Linked DNA regions of Oryctolagus cuniculus: region 2 is linked to region 1. Evidence: chromatin contacts called from public Hi-C data. All regions are on one chromosome and are shown on one strand. The core of a region is the stretch at or near the end of the contact, and the rest is flanking DNA. Distances in the headings are between cores, read along the strand shown.

The links. Hi-C and Micro-C count contacts between places; a contact is called where the count stands out from the background.
Region 2: a Hi-C map of skin fibroblasts shows a contact between it and region 1, with 4 times the contacts expected there. The contact joins the promoter of SPRED2 here to the enhancer-like site in region 1. A contact is called at or near these places in 5 of 6 Hi-C or Micro-C datasets (ear pinna, embryonic fibroblasts, liver and 2 more).

Annotation. Positions count from the first base shown.
Region 1 is chr2:137,186,392-137,192,139 of mOryCun1.1, reverse strand. No RefSeq gene overlaps it. Among named protein-coding and RNA genes, the nearest start is that of SPRED2, 110 kb to the left of the region's middle. Within about 2 kb of position 2,304, at least 1 of the 8 cell types and tissues checked has an H3K27ac peak or open chromatin away from gene starts, as enhancers often do.
Region 2 is chr2:137,295,760-137,302,046 of mOryCun1.1, reverse strand. It overlaps SPRED2 (sprouty related EVH1 domain containing 2), which reads right to left and starts at 4,426. Exons shown (of 6, transcript XM_017340722.3): 1 at 3,758-4,426. The coding sequence starts at 3,783.

The DNA of each region.
Region 1 (5,748 bases), core at 1,055-3,554:
ACATCTTCTGGGGGCTGGTGCTCTAGGCACAGTGGGTTAAGCTGCCATCTGCGACTCTGGCATACCATGAGTGCCAATTCGAGTCCTGGCTGCTCTGCCTCCAACCCAGCTTCCTGCTGATCTACCTGGGGCGGCAGCAGAAGATGGCCTACGTGTTTGATCCTCTGCAGCTCACATGGCAGGCCTGGATGGAGTTCCAGGCTCCTGGCTTAGCCGCAACCACTATGGCCTTTTGGGGAGTGAACCAGCAGATGGAAGATCTCTGTCTCTATCACTCTATCTTTAGCATAAATCTTTTTTTTAACGAAAGAATGACCTGGGATCTCCTTCCTGCTCGCCTGGCCTCCCGAGACCCCTCCTGAACGTCTGAGACCTTCCCCCGTCATTACTCAGCCCTCCTCACTGGCCCTTGGCACCAGGCTCCTGTGCTGGTGAAGCAGTTAGCACATTGCTCTTCCAGCTGGTCATGTGTTTCCCTTCCCCCGCCAGCTAGATGCTGAGTTCAATGCGGTCAGGACCTTGCCTCACCCCCTCTCTATCTCTAGTGCTTAGCACAGTGCCAGGCACAAAGGAGCCACTCCCGAAATGTTTGTTTTTCTGATGACTTCACCACCTGTGCTTGGCAACTGGTATCTCAAAAGGCACATGTTAGATGCCCCGGTTTCTTGGCTTCCTATGACTACAGCTAAGATAACCTATCAATGATCAACTTCCATACAGAGCTGTTCTTGCTCTCTGTGTGGCCCACGTTGTACGTGCATGAAGCAATAGAGGCTTCCTCCTTGAAACGAGTGGTCTTTCTGCAGTTTTGCTGCAAATTCAGAAAGCGTGAGCCTCCTCAAAGTTACATGCTTGCTTTTACCCCCTGACCAGTCAAAAGCAAGTGCAAATGAAGACCACCCCAGTTTGCGAGCAAAGTTAGCCATAGGCTCCAGCGACCCCCCTCACCAAGTATTTTAGGATTTGGGCTGTTTTCTCCTACTTCAGGGCAAGTCCTCTTCCCAGGCTGGCGATGCCTGGTGCAGGTGATGGGCCCTCTGTGTGTTAGCCGTCGTGCCTGGCTTTGTTTGAGTCGTGTGGGTTTTGTTTGAGAAGGGTATCTTGCTTCTCCAAGCCTCAGTGCCCTCATCTGTCAAATGGAAACAGTGGTCCCGCATCGTGGCATTGTTGAGAGGGTCAGAGGACAAAGGCACGGGCGCTCACATAGGAGTGAGCAAGCCAGAGCTTTGTAGGCCTAGCCCTTGGCTGGTCTGGAAAGCCCTGCTGCTGGGTTCCAAGACATGGTTGCACAGTGCCACATGGCCAGTGGTAAGCACATAGTGCCTCTTGCTTTAATGCTGCGTGACCAAGGAACGGGTTTTTAGTGGGCCCTGGCTGTGGTGTGTGTGTGTTTCCTCCCCTGGGTATGTCTGAACTCCCTGAAAATACTGTCAATTCTGTGTGAAAATGCATTTTTCTGAGCATAGTCCTTGGCTTTGATCAGCTGACAAAGATGTCAGGAACCATTGGCCTCCAGTCCATGCATCTTGTTGGTTATGACATAGCAGTGCTTTGTGCCCAGAGCAGGAGGAGCCTGCCTTGGCCCAGACCCGCTCCCGGCTGCAGCGTGCCTGTGGGTGTCTACATACGAGAGGGGCTGTTGGCTGAGATGGAGGTGTGAGATGATCTGGCTTTGGTCTGGCTTGTGCCCTGGGAACGGTCTCTTCCACCAGACACTCGGTCCTCACACAGGGCAGACGCGGGCCTGTTTGTGACAGACTGCATCAGGCTCTCACAGTGATGTTTCTGGAGGGGTGGGGACTAGATCTGCCTAGGTCCTGGGTGGCAACTGTTTGCACCAGCTGCCGGGGGTGAGGGTGCAGTCTGTCATCAGGAACTGTGTAACAGAGAGACTAGCAGCCGTCTGTGTGTTGGGGAACTTGCCTTGGCCTTATTCGGTTGGAACTCTGACTCTGGGGAAAGCAAGGGGGTAGGTCTGGGAGGCTGGTTCCCTACAGACCTGGGCAGAACAGAACCGAGTTGGAGGACTGAGTCTCTGGCACGGTGTTTTATTCACGGAGACGGCTCATGCTGGGACAAGGTACTGCACGGAGTCCCCCACACGGGCCTTGCAGGATCATTCCAAGCCGGGAAGCATCTCCACCCTGACGTCTCAGGGGCTGAAGGGAAGCCTGGCCTGGAAACCAGGTGTGTTAGCACAGCTTGTTCTCCGTCTTGTTTGAACACCCAGAGTCTAGTGCAATGGAAGGATATTTATTCCCCAGTCCTTCCGATCTTCTCAAGGCCTCCACACAGATCTGAATTGCTACACCGACTTCTTCTGAGTCAGTGTCTGCTTGGCAGAATGTCTAGAGATGGGAAGAGCAAGGCGACGAGGAAGCAGGGCCCAGCTGCTGTCAGTGACTAAGGATGTCCACCCGGTCGGGAACTGGCGTGTCATAGGTGGGTGGGTTTCTCAGGGTTCTTTTTTAAAGCTTTGCCCCGTGGTACTAAAATTATAAGTTGTGAATAAGCATGGAATTAGCATTGCTGGGCGGTGCTGACTCACTGCCGGGAGCGGGCACGGGGTCTGACGATGCCTTTGTGTCCTGGGCAACCCTGCAGCAAGAAGAGCAGAGCAGGACCTGCCCGAGGGGCACCTGCCTCTGGCTCGCTCTCGTCTCCTGACAGTTACTTCTGCAGCTGACCTGGGTCATTGGGCTCCTGTACCTCTGTTGCCTACACCCCGTGAGAGGGGCCAGCTGGTGGATCTTGGCGAGATGCTTAGAAGTTGGAGTATGGGGTTTTGAGGCCATGAACTCTGACTCCCATCTCTGGCTCAGGCCTTGCAGCAGGAGGCAGGGGCACACGGAAATGTGGAAGGTGGTTCCTGGGCCAGCCTTGGATGCAGCCTAAGATTAAGATCCTCACCATTTGACATCCCAGCTGTTGGGTCATGGTGGAGCAGGTGATCTTTCAGAGGGGGCACGGGCCATGTTGCCCAGCTCTGTGCCCCTGGCAGACAGGAGCAGGCTGAGCCCCCAGAGCTGAAGTCCCAGTGCTCTGGGTTTGTTTAAACAACTCTTGTAAAGTGTTGGGAGGAAGGGACATCTCTGGTGTTTGTCACAGAATGCCCAATCTGTCCAAGGATGGCTTCCTGGGTGCTCCTACTAAGATGTGCCAATGACAAAGACAGTGCAGGTGCTGTGGGCAAGGGCATGGCTGCTACCTTCTTCTGTTCACAAATTGCATTGCGTTTACTTATTCTATTAATGGATCAACATTGTGAATGAACAGAGAATAAGATTCTGAAGTCAGGTTTTAGGAAGCATAATTTCCTTAGGAACACAGAGAAATCCCAGAACACACGGCCTTAGCAGGAGGGATGACATAATGGCTGTAACCCAGACTTTCTCAATGGGCGATGTTGGAAGACACTTGATGTCACAGCTGAGAGAGGAGCCACTGCTGGCATCGAGCGTGTGGAGGCCATGAGTGCTGCCAGAGATCCTATAGTATATAGGACCCCTATCGCGAAGGCTTGTCCTGCCCCAAATGTTGGGAAGTCCTGTTGTGCACAGACCATTAAGCCACAGCGATTGCATGCACTTGATCTCTACCTTCCAGGAGCATCTTTTTTTTTTTTTTTTTTTGACAGGCAGAGTTAGACAATGAGAGAAAGAGAGACAGAGAGAAAGGTCTTCATTCCGCTGGTTAACCCCACAAATGGCTGCTACAGCTGGCGTGCTGCGCAGATCCGAAGCCAGGAGCCAGGTGCTTCCTCCTGGTCTCCCATGCGGTGCAGGGCCCAAGCACTTGAGCCATCCTCCACTGCACTCCCGGGCCACAGCAGAGAGCTGGCCTGGAAGAGGAACAACCAGGACAGACTCCGGCGCCCCAACTGGGACTAGAACCTGGGTGCTTGTGCCGCAGGTGGAGGATTAGCCTAGTGAGCCGCGGCGCCAGCCCCAGGAGCATCTTTGTATCCGGCGAATGGTGCTCCGCCAGTGTGTTGAGGGCATCGGCTGTGCACCAGGCCCACCTTGAGTGAAACTGGGTGAGAAGGTGGCCTCGGGCAGTTAGGCAGAAATGTGCACTTTCTGTGCTCCTGTCTAGCATGAGACAGCGTGGTTGCTGAGATCCATGCGTCTCCTCTCCTGGCTGGAGAGCCCTCCCTGGATAGCTTACGTGTGGCCTTGAACTCCTTGGCAAGTGCTGAGAAAACGCACCCATTGGCAGCACGGACTGGTAAGAGGCAAGTTTGCCGGCTGTTTGCCTGTGCTGCTGTCCCACGCCCTGGGCCACGCTTGTTTTGGGAGCTGTGGTGGGTGCTGGTGTGACTGAGCAGGTCTGGGCGCATCCTCTTGCTCTGCAGTGAGTGTTCCAGGCTGACCTGCAAGGCTGCGCAGAGAAGCCTCCACGTCTGGCCACGGGAAGTCCTGCTTGGGGAGGAGGGGGGACTGCTTCCATGAGGATGTCCTGACGAGGGAGGAGTCATTGGGTGGCCGCGGTTCAGCTGTTCCACCACCCTTGATTGCACGCTGGGTGGCAAGAGCCCAGGAGATGGAGATGTTTGGTTTGCCTGGTGTCCTCTGGACTTGAGGGGAATGGGGAAGCCAGAGGATCTTAGCTCCCAGTGCCTGGGCCTGCCCGGGGGTGTGACCCGGTTGGCTCTGTTGAAACAGGCACGCTAGCATGCCGTTGATCTCAGAGTGTAACGTGGCCCTTACTGTCCCACGTGGGCATTCTTCATGCTGTCTACCAAACAGCCAGCGAAGGGCAGAAGCCGGCGCGGTTACTACACGGCCTGCAACCTCTATCCAGCCTCGCCTGGAGATCGAACGGCTCCTGTTTGCCACGTGTGTGTTCTGTTTCCCAAGTGTACAAAATGCTGCTGGCATTGCAGTGGAGCCGTGGGGGCGGGCACTCGGTGCAGCAGTGGAGTCGCCGCCGGGGGCACCTGCGTCTCGTATCCGTGCCTGGCTGAGTCCTGGCTTCTCTGCTTCAGGTGGAGCGTCCAGCTCATGTGCATCCCGGGAGGCAGCAGGTGATGGCTCAGCTGTGTGGGTCCACACCCCCCGGCTGGGAGACCCGGATGGCGTTCTGGGCTTCTGGCTTGGCCTTGGCTGTTGCAGGCGCTGGGGGAGTGAACTAGCAGATGGGAGGTAGGTCTGCATGTGTATCTCATTCCGTCCACTTCCACCTCTTCAGTCAGGACCTGGGCTTTTTTTTTTTTTTTTTTTAAAGATTGATTTATTTGAAAGGCAGAGTTACAGAGGGAAGAAGAGAGAGAGAGAGAGATTGATTTTCCATCTACTGGTTCACTCCCTGAATGGCCTCAATAGCCAGGTCTAAGCCAGGCTGAAGCCAGGAGCTTCTTCTGGGTCTCCCACATGGGAGCAGGGGTCCAAGCACCTGGGCCATCCTCTGCTGCTTCCCCAGGAAGCTGGATTAGAATTGGATTGGAATTGGAGCAGCCGGGTCTCGAACAGGCATCCATATGGGGTGCTGGCATAGCGCCACAGCGCTGGCCCCAGGACCTGGGTCTTGTCATTGCCTCCTTCATGATCTCACACATTTTCTTTCCTTACACCTTTGTCATTGAGTTCAACCTTCTCATTCTTCTACTTCCAGATGACCCAGGCTGCCTGCCTGGTGTCGGATCATTTAACCCACGACCACCAGGTGAACCTTGCTGCTGGCCCACACGAAGCCTTGGTTTTAAAATGTCTAGGGAGGCTAGCATTTAGCTGGCAGTCACAGTGAGTG
Region 2 (6,287 bases), core at 3,177-5,676, 110 kb before region 1:
ACTAAATGGGTGAAGTGCTATATAAAAAGTTTGTCATCTTAGGCAGTAACTTGACTTAAACTTCCTCATGGGGCAACACCTAACCTGAAAATTAACAAGCTAAGAAAACTATCAGGGGCTGGTGTTGTGGCTTAACAGGTTAAGCCTCTGCCTGTGATGCTGGCATCCCATATGGGTGCTGGTTCGAGACCTGGCTACTCAACTTCAGATCCCACTCCCTGCTAATGTGCCTAGGAAAGCAGCAGAGGATGGCCCAAGTCCTTGGGCCCCGGACCCACATGGGAGACCCAGATGAAGTGCCTGGCTTCTGATTAGCTCAGCTTCAGCCATTGAGGCCATTTTGGGGGGTGAACCAGCAGATGGAAGACCTCTCTGTCTCGACCTCTCTCTGTAACTATGTCTTTCAAATAAATAAAATAAATCTTTAAAAAAATCAGGAAGTTATTCTTAATTTTATAAGTTGTCATAATGGTATTATTATGTTTCATAGAAAAGCATACCGTTCAAGTATTCAGGTGTAAGAACCCCAATGTTTGTACTGTCTTTGAAATGGTTCAAAAATATGTAAGCACTTTTTCAAATTATGGGAAATTCTCAACAACTGGGAAAATATGACTGAAGGTAAAGCTGAAAACCCATTCCCAGCAAGAAGTGGGGTACAGAGAAAAGTTCAAGAGATGAAGACAGAAAGCTGAATGGTGGCCCTGCGTCTCTTGACCTAAAGCTTGCTTCAACAGTTTATTTTTTCTGCGAATTTCCAAACCATTTATAGCCATGATCAAATGCTTTAAAGATACACACAAAAGCACACATGGTTTAAAAGTTTTTCAAAAAACTATTCCAAAGGCCATTTTCAATAGTTTGCTGTGCTTTTACTTTTTAAATTAAAAAAAAAAAAAAAACCTGCAGAATTTAATATGACTTCCTATCTGGAGTTGTCAGTGTATTTTTTATATGGAAACTATCTTTTGGGACCATCTTTCACAATAGAAGAGAGAACTTTTAAACTGATATGGAAAAGCACATTAGAAGGAAAAACTCTTTTTAAGATTAAGCACAATTTTAATAGCTCCAAGACTCTGATTTACTGTACTGATACTAAATGTAGCATATATTTAAGTATCTGAGCTGTTTAATAAAAATTTTAATTATATGGAGCCTATTAAGAAAATTTTACCCAAGGTACAAAGATGTGTATTTTCTCTGGAACTCCAGGTTGATGTTACCAATTCCCTCAGTAAGTAATACACCCTGTGTAGTTCCAAAGACTATCTGAGACCTGAAACATAAAGCCACTAGAAAACAGAAGACCAAAATCCATAGAGGAAGAGTAAATAAATCTAGCAATCATCTAGGCTAATATGGCTACCATTATCAAGCAGTACTTTTAAGCTCTTGAGTGTCTACTGTGGCAGCGAAAGAAAACCAACAAGAAACCAATCACAGTAAGCTTTGTAACTCAGGAAGAGAAACCTTCTTCCTGGCATAACATTTAGAAGAACTTTTTGAGACGAGCCATTACATAAGGACATTGAACAACCTAATGGACGGTGTCTGCAATGGTGGTCTACAGGGCTGCCTTCTCAGGCATTCCACACCTCACGCCAAGGCCATCACCGTAAAAGTGTCCCCCAGAAGGCCATCTCGGCAGTGACTAAGGCCCCCAGGCTTCCTGAGTCCCTAAACGAAGCCAGAACCTGTCCTCAGATGTATCCATCGTCTCGGCTGGGTTTCTGACAGCACTTGGTCTGACAGCCTGGTGCTCCCACCCTTGAGCCTGTGGCTTTGGAGAGCAGATGGGGTGGGAGGCGAGGGTGACACGATGCTGTGAAAAGGGCCAAGCTAGGCCTGTGCATACAAGAGATGGAGCCAAGGAAGCGGATGTGGAATGGTCAAACCTCTCCAAGAATCCCCAGGGCGGAGCGAGGCAGCTGCCCTCCGGTGCACAGGGCCGAATGAGCACCTGTATGACAACACCTGCTTATCCAGCAGCGTATTCCTTCTCCACATTGCAGCACTAAAAGCCCAACTTTTCTTTTTTCCACTTTGCCACTTCAAGGCACAGTATACGAAGGCAAAGCAAATGCCTAAAATACAAAGAGCAGCAGAGGCGGCAGACGATGTGCAAACCGGGAGAGGAGGGATCCTTTCCACCGGTGCCTGGTGGATCAGGGGTTACTGCAGTTACGGCTCCTTGGGGACCCACAGGAAGGAAATTCCCTTTCCTGAACACCAGCCCCTCTCCTGCCCAGCCTGGCAACAGCAGACGCTAAAGGATAAAGGCGTGTTAAAAAAAAAAAAAAAAAAGTGAGTACATTTCTTAAGAGTAGCACAGCATTCTATCACCTGCTCCAAGACACCTTCAAGCTCCCTGCTACCCAGCCCTGAGTCACTTCCCCTCCCGCACTGCCGAGTCTCAAGGCTGGCAGGCGGTGCGGCGTGGGGCGGCTGCTGCTGCTGCTCCCCCGGCGCAGACACGCGCGGAGCCTCCCTACAGGGCGCGTCCTCGCGGCCGCGGCGCGCCTCGGTGCGCCCAAGCCGGCCGCCGCTACCTCGGCTAATGGCAGCACTGAATGAAAGGAACCGAGGCAGGCTCCGGATTTATGAATGTGCAGGGGAGGAGGCATGTCATGTGACAATAAAGGAGAGCGTCTTATTCACAAAAAAAAAAAAAAAAAAAAAAGTGGCTGGTGGCGGGTACAGCCACCAAGCAGCGGCGGCGGCGGCCGCGACCGCTCGGACCCCAGGCCGAAGACCAGAGGCTCCGGGCCCAGGGGCCCCGCCGCCGCCGCCGCACCCGCACCCGCGACTGGAAACGCCTCGGGCGGGAGAGTGCAAAGGCCAAGCCAGACCCCGCGATCGCGAGGCGGGCGGCCGGCCGGGAGCTGCACCTCGGCCAGGGGATGCCGACACGGGTCTTGCGCCGGGCGGCCCAGGAGCCCCTCCGGCGGAGGGCCCGGAGCATTGTTCCACTCGGGCCCGCGGGCCGCGCACAGGCCCGGGCACGCGCTCACGCGAGCGCGCACACGCTCCCAGACACTCACACCACCCGCCCGCGGCGCGCTGCCCCGCACGCTCCCGCCCGCCCCCGCCGCACACGCCGCGGATCCGCCCCCCGAGCTGCCCCGACCCGCGGGGCGCGTGTGCCGGCCCGCAAGCGCGCGCATTCACACACTCACACGCGCGGGGGCCTCGGGCGGCTCCGGCTAGCGCGGGACCCCGGCGCGCCAGACCCCCGCGCGGCCCGCACCCGGCCTCGCCTCGCTCCGCCGTGTTTTTATGAATGAAAATGTGGTATGCAAATGAGAGCGATTCAAGAAAACGAAATGGCGGAGCCTGGGCCCCACTGGGCTCCGGAGGGGACCGCCGGGCGGGAGTCACAAAGTCACCAACGCAAAAGCCCACCGACCCCGGGAAGCCCGATCGGGGGTGTCAGCCTTCAGCTCCCGCCGCAAGGCTTGCAGGGTGGGATGGGTGGCGAGAGGGAGCCGGGACCGCCCCGAGGTCACCCGTGCGCCCTTGGCCCCCACGGCGGCCGCTAGCCCGCCGACCCCAGGCGTGCCCCCCGCCAGCACGCGGCAATTTCGGCCCCCTCCTCCCCTCAGCAAGGAAAACCTCGCGCCCGGACCCCGACAGGTCGGCGAGCCGCTGCACCCCACGCCAAGTTCACCCAGCAGCGTCCCCGCCCGCGTCCTCAGCCCCGGCCCCCACGCCGCCCCCTCGGGGCTCCCGCGTCCCACCCCGCGGCCAAACTTACTCGTCCGGGTGTGTTTCTTCGGTCATTTTCCTGTTCACCTAGACGCCTGTCCCGCAGCGGGCAGCTTTGCTCCCTTCATCTTCCTGTCCGCTCACCCCCCTTCTTCACATCTCCAGAGATCGCCTGATTGGGGTGGGGGTGGGGGGAGCGGCTAAAGATGAAGGGGGCGCCGCAGGCAGAAGGGGAAGCAGGGCGGCCGGGGTGCGGGGGAAGGTGCGGGGAAGGGGCGCCGAGGCGAGCCGCTGGGGGAGGCGGCGCCGCGGGCGAGGCGGGCGGGGGCTCCGGGGCGCGCGAGGCGCGGAGGGGCGAGACTGGGGCAGGGGACGGCGGAGGGGGAGAGCAGGAGAAAAACAAGCGCGCCTCGGAGCGGCGGGGACTGCTGAGAGGAGGAGGAGGAGCGGGCCGGCCGCCGGCGGGGGCTGGGCCCGGGGTCGCCCCCGGGGGGCCGGGCCAATCACGGTTCCGGGGAGCGGTCGGCGGCCGGGGGAGGTGCGCCTGGGAGGCGGTGCAGGGCGCCCCGTCCGAGCCCCATCTCTCGACTCCACCGATTTACTCCATATTGGATTCTCACAGCCGCCAACAGGAGGAGGAAGTAGGGCGGAAGCGATGACGTCTTCCCAGCGGCCAGAGGTGGTGGAGTGCAAAAAGCTTCCTACTTGCGACCGAAAAAAAAAAAAAAAAAAAAAAAAAGGAGGAGGAGAAAAAAAAAAAACTTTGTCCCGCCTACTGAGCATGCTCGGCTTCCTTTCCTCCTCCCTCCTGGCCTCCACTCCCGGAGGAGCGGCGGAGCGGAGTTTGCTCAGCGTCGGTCTGGCTCCGAATCCTCTCTGGGCAGGGACTCCGGGTTTTAGGGAGCCCAAGAGGAGGGAGGAGGCGGGCGCGGGAGGCCTCACTCACATCTGGCTCCCGTTTTGCGCCCTCCCTCCTCCCAAACCCCAGGATTCCACGCCGAAGGCGAGGGGTGGGGGAGGCGCTGGGACGCTGGAGCGCTGGGGCTTGGAGGGGAACCACTGCCCCCTCCCCGCATGCGAGGGTCTGGGCGGCGCAGGTGGCAGCGCCTGGCCTCTGCACCCAGCCAACCAGAAACCGAGGGGGAGGGACGGCGTTCGGCTCTGCCAAGGTTCTGAATGGCAGAGGCTTTTCAGTTTCACGTGAATCTCGTGGTCTTTTTTTTTTTTTTTTTGTCGTGATAGAGGAACGGGCGTTTTAAAGTGATTATTATTATTTGTGCACAGAAAAATAAAAATGAATCCAATACAGCCCAGAAACGCTTGAATTTCATAGAAACGGCGGTGTTTCTCGCGTTAAAAGGCAACCCCAAAATAGTTTTTAAATGATCCAGCCAATCTCTCTTGTTGATAGAGGATGGCTCTAGGCCCCTTGGAGGCCGTGTAGTTTCTGAGCCAGAGGTTGCCGGCCCTGTGGGCTTTGGCATCGGTAGAGGGGGCGCTCCCAGCCACTCTCCTGCTTCCACTCGCTCCTCCTCCCCTTTCAAATTATCTTCAAGGTCTCTTGGCTGGGACCTGCTGCAGATTTTCTGGGTGGGCCCAGGCTCTCCAAAAAGGCCCGGTCTGGGCAATGGGCAGGACTGGCTTCCTGTGCATGCCAACTACTATGTGACATAAGCTGTGCTTGGTTCCAGCCTCTCCTGTTGCAGTCTTGAAATTATTTATAATTTTTGAGCAAGGGTCTCTGCACTTGCACTTTGCACTGGGTCCCACGAATTAAACAGCCATTGGGTATTTGCTTCTGCAGTCCTGCTAGAGAGCCAAGGACATGGTCTCTGACCCTTTCTGTTCTCCAAGCACGGTAGACTTTTTCCATCCTCCAGAATATGCCATGAGAAAACCCACAAATTCTGAGTAAATAGAAACCACTGAACAAATTACAAGAATTTTAAATATTTATGTCAAATATGGTGTAGATGAAATACCCCTACTATGAAAATCTGAAATTTTTTGAGCAATGACATGATACCACAAGTGGAAAATTGTTCACTTTGAAACTTTGTTTCATGCACAATATTAAAATATTCTAGAAAATTACCTTCAGACCATGTATATAAGGTGTACATGAAACGTAAATGAATTTCATGACTAAACTTGGACCCCATCCCAAGATGTCTCATCATGCTGTCCATAGCATAATCAGATAAAGAATACAAGTGTTTTGAAAAGGTATCTGGATGTGGAGAGTCACCAGTGCCCTGAAGGTGGTAAGTCTCACCTTTAGACAGGGAGGAAACCCCGGGGTTATCCCGGGCTGCATGCTCCTCACAGCTCTGCTCTTGGTGCACATGGACTGGGCTTCACCACCTTCCATGCTAGTGCTGGTATGTGTGGTACAAGAAGTGCCCTAGATGGGGTGGGTCACCTGGGTTCTGGATTTTCTCTGAGACCCTGCATGAGGCTTTTAGCAATTATTCAGTTTCTTTATAAAACAGGGCCAAGAAGGCCAAACTTGTCTGTCTCCATTTTTGAGGCTAGTAAGAGTCTGAGAGAAGGCACTAAACAAAGCCAAGTTTTCATTG